Regions from separate parts of the Sus scrofa genome. Here region 2 is linked to region 1. The links are chromatin contacts, called in public HiChIP or PLAC-seq maps. All regions are on one chromosome and are shown on one strand. The core of a region is the stretch at or near the end of the contact, and the rest is flanking DNA. Distances in the headings are between cores, read along the strand shown. Region 1 holds the start of CABLES1 (CDK5 and ABL1 enzyme substrate 1). Region 2 holds the start of RIOK3 (serine/threonine-protein kinase RIO3).

Region 1 (2,767 bases), core at 150-2,649:
CCGCTCTGCCGCTGGCCGGACCCACTGCTCCACTTTTCGCCCCGCCTAGCCTTGCCTGGCGTGGGAGAGAGCGTCTCTGGGTCCGGATTGGGTTCCTGGAAGTCCGTGCTCTCCTTGTAATGGGAGGTTTTGGTGCCGCTTTTCAATGGGCGCCCTTAAGCCCTAAATCCAGAGACCCACTGCCTGAGCATGGTGCCTCTGCTTTGGCTCTGTGAATGCCTGGCTCGTGCACACACGTGTGAACACACACACTCCCCGGAGACCATCCCTCTTCCGCGTACCCTTGTAGTTTGGAATTCGCGCCAGAAGCCCTGGGATCCGGCGGGGCGCGGGAAAGTGGGAACGACCCGTGTCCCGCAGCACAGAGCCGGCCGGGAGGGACGCGAGATAAGGCGCGCGCGGCGGCGTCCAGGTTACTCACCGGGACCTCTGCAGCTGTTCAAAGGCGCTGGTGCTGCCTCCCTGGCCCGGCTGCTCCAGAGAGCAATAGTTCTGCGAAGTCTGCCTGGAGAAGGCGATGGGCAGGATTCCCTGAGTGAACGAGTTGAGGCGGCCTCGACTGCCGCTCCCACTCCCGGGAGTCCCGGAGCCCAAGAAGGCGGCCGCCGGCACCTGCACGCTGGTAAAGGCATCGTCCTCCTCCAACTCCTCCTGCCCGGCGCCCCCGGGCCCGTTGGGCAGCTGCGGCTGAACGCAGGCGGCGAGAAGCGCGGGCCGGGGCAGCTGCAGTTGCTCTCCCGACGCCCGGCCCGCGCCCAGGGAGCTCGCGAACCCTCGGGACGCCCCAGGGCCGAGCGCGGTCGCGTAGCCGCCAGGGACCAGGGGCGGCAGCGGCGACGGCGGCGGGAGGTAGGGGCCGGATCCAGCTGCCAATGCCGCCGCTGTGCCCGCCACTGCAAGCGCGCTGCAGCCGCCCCGCTCGGCGGCGGCGAGCAGACTGAGCCGAGTCCTCGCGCCGCAGGCGCTGCCGGCTCCGGGCTTGACCCCACCGCTCTCCTCGCTGCCAGCCCACTCCTCATCTTGCAGCGGCGGCCGTCCGTCTAAAGAGATATTGGTGAGGAAGGAGAGGGCAGCCTGGCGGCGCCGAGGGTCCATGCGTGGCTTCCTGGGGGGGTCGGGCGGCGGCTGCCGCGGCTGGGCCGGCGCGGCGGCCGCGGGCTGGGGCGGCTGCGGCGGCGGCTGCGGCAATCTGCTGGTGCCCGTGGCGTCGGTGCCGGCGCTGCTGCTGCTGCTGCTGCTGCCGCTGCTGCGGACGGCCGTGCCGGCGGTGGCGGCCGTGGTGGCGGCAGTCGCCGCCATTGTGTCCGTCTGTGGCGATATTTCCGCGATGCCCCGAGAAGCGAGCGGCGCCCGAGTGCTAAGCGGCGGGCGCGAGCGCCGGTGACCCGGGCTGGGCAGGGCGCGGGGCGCGGGCGGCGTGCGCGGCGGCCCGGCCCCCCAGCGGGCGGGCCATGCTCACCCCTCGGTGCTCCGGCGCGGGGCGCCGCCGCCCCGGCCCACGCGCGCGGCTCGCTGGCTCGCTGGCTCCCTGGCCGTCTGCCCGCCCGCGAGCAGCCTGAGCATTCGGTCCCAGGCCTTCCCCGCCCGCGAGGTCTCCGGCTCACGGGCCCCAGTGTCCGTATTTATAGGTGCGCGCGCCCCGCGCTCGCGCTCCGAAGAGCTCTTTGCAAAAACAGTATCACGTGTGGGGAATGAAACCTGGGAGGAAAACAAAGCCGCAGGCGGCGGCCGCAGAGACAGGCGGCAGAAGGCGGGGGCCGGAGGAGGAGGAAAAAGAGAAGGAGGAAGGGAAAGCCAAGAGGGTGGCGGGGCGGGGGTCGGAAGGGCGGTCAAGGTAGTCGGAGCTTCCTGCGGGGAGAATTGGTGGCTCCCAGGGCGCGCGCCCAGGTAAGGGTGGCGAGCACGTTTCCCCGCCCCTCTTGGATTGGGAATTGGGGGCGCGAGCAGAACCCCTTGAGTCACTGCGTGAGGATGTGGGCCCCGGAGGGTTGAGGGTCTGAAGAACAATTAATTGGAGCGACTCAGAGATTTGGCCCTCGAGCTTGTTTACTGTATTCCGCGCTGCAGTTGGGCCCAGAGAAATAGTCTTTGTTAATAGTTATGCGGGTAGGGCAGTGTAACTATGTGGACAGTCCCACCTTAAAGCTGTTGGTAACTGTTGAGTTTGTGTCTCATTCATTCTCAGACTGAAGATGCAGTCCCTGATACAAATGCACACCCCGGGATGCATAAGAGCCCAGGCGCACGAACGTCATCCATGTGGCCAGACCAACTGACACCATTTGATGGTGCTGTCACTTCTCATCTCTTTCTTAGCAAAGGCTCACATAAATTTCTACTTTGGCCCAGAAACGTACTCCGTTTTCCATGAAGACCAAGGTAAGCTAAGATGGCCTCACACCCTTTTCCACTTGTCATCTTTTTCTTCCATATAAACTGGAAACAATAGGCACAGTTACTTTCTGTCATTTATTTCATAAACATCCGCTTGGCACCTACCATACCTTCTATTAATATGGGTACCTGTCCAAGGACGTGATGAGCCTTCCAGAGCTGCAACGCTAGATCTGGGAGGACTCACAGTATATTGTACCCCAGCCTCACCCCAACAAATGCCTGTCCTGGAGTGGGAGCGGGAGGGTAGGTTACCATGAGCCATCTGAAAACACGTTCAGATTCTCCTATTTGGTTTGGGTGACCTACCAAACGCAATAGAAACAATTGTCACACTGCTTGAGTTCTGTGATGTCTAAGAAACCTCTCCTCT
Region 2 (2,767 bases), core at 129-2,628, 220 kb before region 1:
CGGGCCGCTGCCGCGGCATATGGAGGTTCCCAGGCTAGAGATCTAATCGGAGCTGTAGCCACCGGCCTACGCCAGAGCCACAGCAACGCAGGATCCGAGCCGCGTCTGCAGCCTGCTCACCACAGCCCACCGCAACGCCGGATCCCCAACCCACTGAGCAAGGGCAGGGATCAAACCCACAACCTCATGGTTCCTAGTCGGATTCGTTAACCACTGCGCCACAACGGGAACTCCGTAAGAGTAAATCTTAAAAGTTCTTAACACGCACAAATTGAAACCCTGTATGTTGACTTATTGTGGTGAGCATTTTGCAATATATACATATATAAAATCATTATGCTGTACGCCTTAAACTAATATGTGGTTATACGTCCATTATTTTTAAAGGAACAACTATGAAGCTAAAAAGTTAGTTTCCTTCAGAATCTCTTTTGAGGAACACAAAATCTCAATTGAAGCACTTCAGCTTCCAAGCAAATCCTCTGAAAAGTGGCAATCTTTTCACCCTTGTAATGAAAGTATCCTGAAAAGCAGCAGCCTGAAACCAGTAATGTGAAATAAACATTTCAGTTGGCCATTACAGGAAAAGGCTTAAACGTTAAAGCCCAGGCAGATGTTAGAAATAACAGTCTTACAGTAGCAAAACACTTGATTAACCTAAAGAAGAGGGAGGGTGCGCCTGGATTGATCTCTTACTGCCTCAAAAACAAGAAACTGTCCAAACAGGATTACCACACTTGCCAAGCTAAGGAAACAGCTTCCTAAACCACCTTTCAGTTGGGCTTTCTGTGTATAATTGGGCTGACTCACTTGGCCCAAGAAAAACAAGTTCGTACTTGCTTTCCCTCACACGTCAGCGTCTCTAAGCGAGTCCTGCCCAAATATATGCTACAGAGGCTCAAAAATCAAGGTGCCGAACTAAAGAGAGACTCCAAACCTCCCAGGGTGGCCCTTGGCAGCCTGCGCCCCGTCCCTGCTCTTCCACTCCCACCCCCCTTTCCGAGGTGGCCCCGGTCCTGCCCAGAACTTTCCGAGTCGCCTGTGGGGCCGCCCCGGCGCCTGCCACCCTCTCCGGGCCCTCCGAGAGGACCAGCCCAGGTGACTAGGGCAGGCACGTCAGCCACGACCGCCCCTCACCTTGTTGGGTCCCCAGGCCGCTGCGGGCCCGGGCTCAGGGGATGCAACTCCGACCAGATCCATGTGAGGGAAGAAGACAGCGACGGAAACAGAGCAGAGAGGTGGCAGGACAGGGAAGCAGCTTCCGTCGAGGAGAGAGGCGGTGGGGCAGGGGCGACGGGCTGCTGACGCCGGAGCTGAGGTGACAGATGGCGGCGGCGGCCGCCGCGTCCGGAACTAGACCTCTTCTCTTCCGCCCTTTTCGCTGGAACGCTCGCTTCCGATTGGCCGCCGCCCGCGGCTCCGCCTTAGGTCACCTTTCCCCGCCCCCGGCGGGCCGCACTTCCAGTTGCTGCTCCCAACCGGGAGGTGGTGGTCACTGTCTTGGTTGCCCCGCGGAGCGGTGTCGGGCGTGGCTTCCTCTGGGCAGTCCATCCTGTGTCCTGGCTCGCCGAGGGGGCTTCTGGGTCTCATTAAACAAGATTTGGACTGTATGGACTATAAATAAACAAGCAAGCCAGCTCTCCATTCATTCATCATTTATTTCCCCCTGACTTTTTTTTTTTTTTTTTTTTTTTTTTTTTTTTGTCTTTTGTCTTTATAGGTCCCCACCTGAGGCATATGGATGTTCCCAGTCTAGGAGTCTAATCTGAGCTGTAGCTGCCGGCCTACGCCACAGCCACGCCAGATCGAAGCTGTATCTGCGACCTACACCACAGCTGAGGGTGTCTCCGGATCCCGAACCACTGAGCGAGACCATGGATCCAACCCGCAACCTCACGGTTCCTAGTCGGATTCGTGTCCGCGGTGCCACCAGAGGAACTCCTCCCGGGTGACCGCTAAACTGGGATGGTGTGGGAGACCTAGAATGGCAGGTTTAGAGATGGGAAACTGAAGAGGTCCGATTTTGTTTTTATTGTTGTCGGTAGGAGGCGGGGCGTGGCATGTCAAGTTTTGTAGTGTGTTGTGTAACATTGAAAAAAAATAGGACTACATAGAAGTTTTGAGTTGACATTTTGTAGCGAGATTTTCATAACATGGCAGGATAAAAGTAGCCAAACATTATTACATTTATTTCTTTTTTTTTTTTTTTTTTTTTGTCTTTTTGCCTTTTCTTGGGCCGCTCCCGCGGCATATGGAGTTTCCCAGGCTAGGGGTCTAATCGGAGCTGTAGCCACCCGCCTACGCCAGAGCCACAGCAACGTGGGATCCGAGCCGCGTCAGCAACCTACACCACAGCTCACGGCAACGCCGGATCCTTAACCCACTGAGCAAGGCCAGGAACCGAACCCACAACCTCATGGTTCCTAGTCAGATTCGTTAACCACTGCGCCACGACGGGAACTCCTGTGTCTCATTTATTATATCCAGGCAGTGCTCAAAGTACTGCAATAACACTTCTCAAAATAATTCTGAGAGATAAATTAAATCATTATCTCTGTTTTACTGATGATGAAACAGACACAAGAGAGGTAAAGTAACTTGCCCGGTGGTCTGTGGATGAAAATAATCAATAATCAACCTATAATAGTAGTACAAAAGAGATTTATTTGAGCCAAACCGAGGACTCTAGCACAGAAGACAAACTCTTAGATAAATCAGGAACTTCTCCAGAGAAGTACGGTTTTGCAGCACAGTTTTATATCTTAGC

What was found. HiChIP or PLAC-seq counts read pairs in DNA pulled down with a chosen protein or histone mark.
Region 2: a contact with region 1 is called in an H3K27ac HiChIP or PLAC-seq map of alveolar macrophages. The contact joins the promoter of RIOK3 here to the promoter of CABLES1 in region 1. A contact is called at or near these places in 1 of 47 Hi-C or Micro-C datasets (embryonic fibroblasts) and 1 of 2 datasets of contacts at active chromatin or transcription factors (alveolar macrophages).

What each region holds. Positions count from the first base shown.
Region 1 is chr6:108,114,976-108,117,742 of Sscrofa11.1, reverse strand. It overlaps CABLES1 (CDK5 and ABL1 enzyme substrate 1), which reads right to left and starts at 1,399. Exons shown (of 10, transcript XM_021097743.1): 1 at 422-1,399. The coding sequence starts at 1,299. It overlaps LOC106510679 (a long non-coding RNA gene), which reads left to right and starts at 500. Exons shown (of 5, transcript XR_002345445.1): 1 at 500-622; 2 at 2,186-2,379.
Region 2 is chr6:108,337,597-108,340,363 of Sscrofa11.1, reverse strand. It overlaps RIOK3 (serine/threonine-protein kinase RIO3), which reads right to left and starts at 1,378. Exons shown (of 13, transcript XM_021096177.1): 1 at 1,138-1,378. The coding sequence starts at 1,200.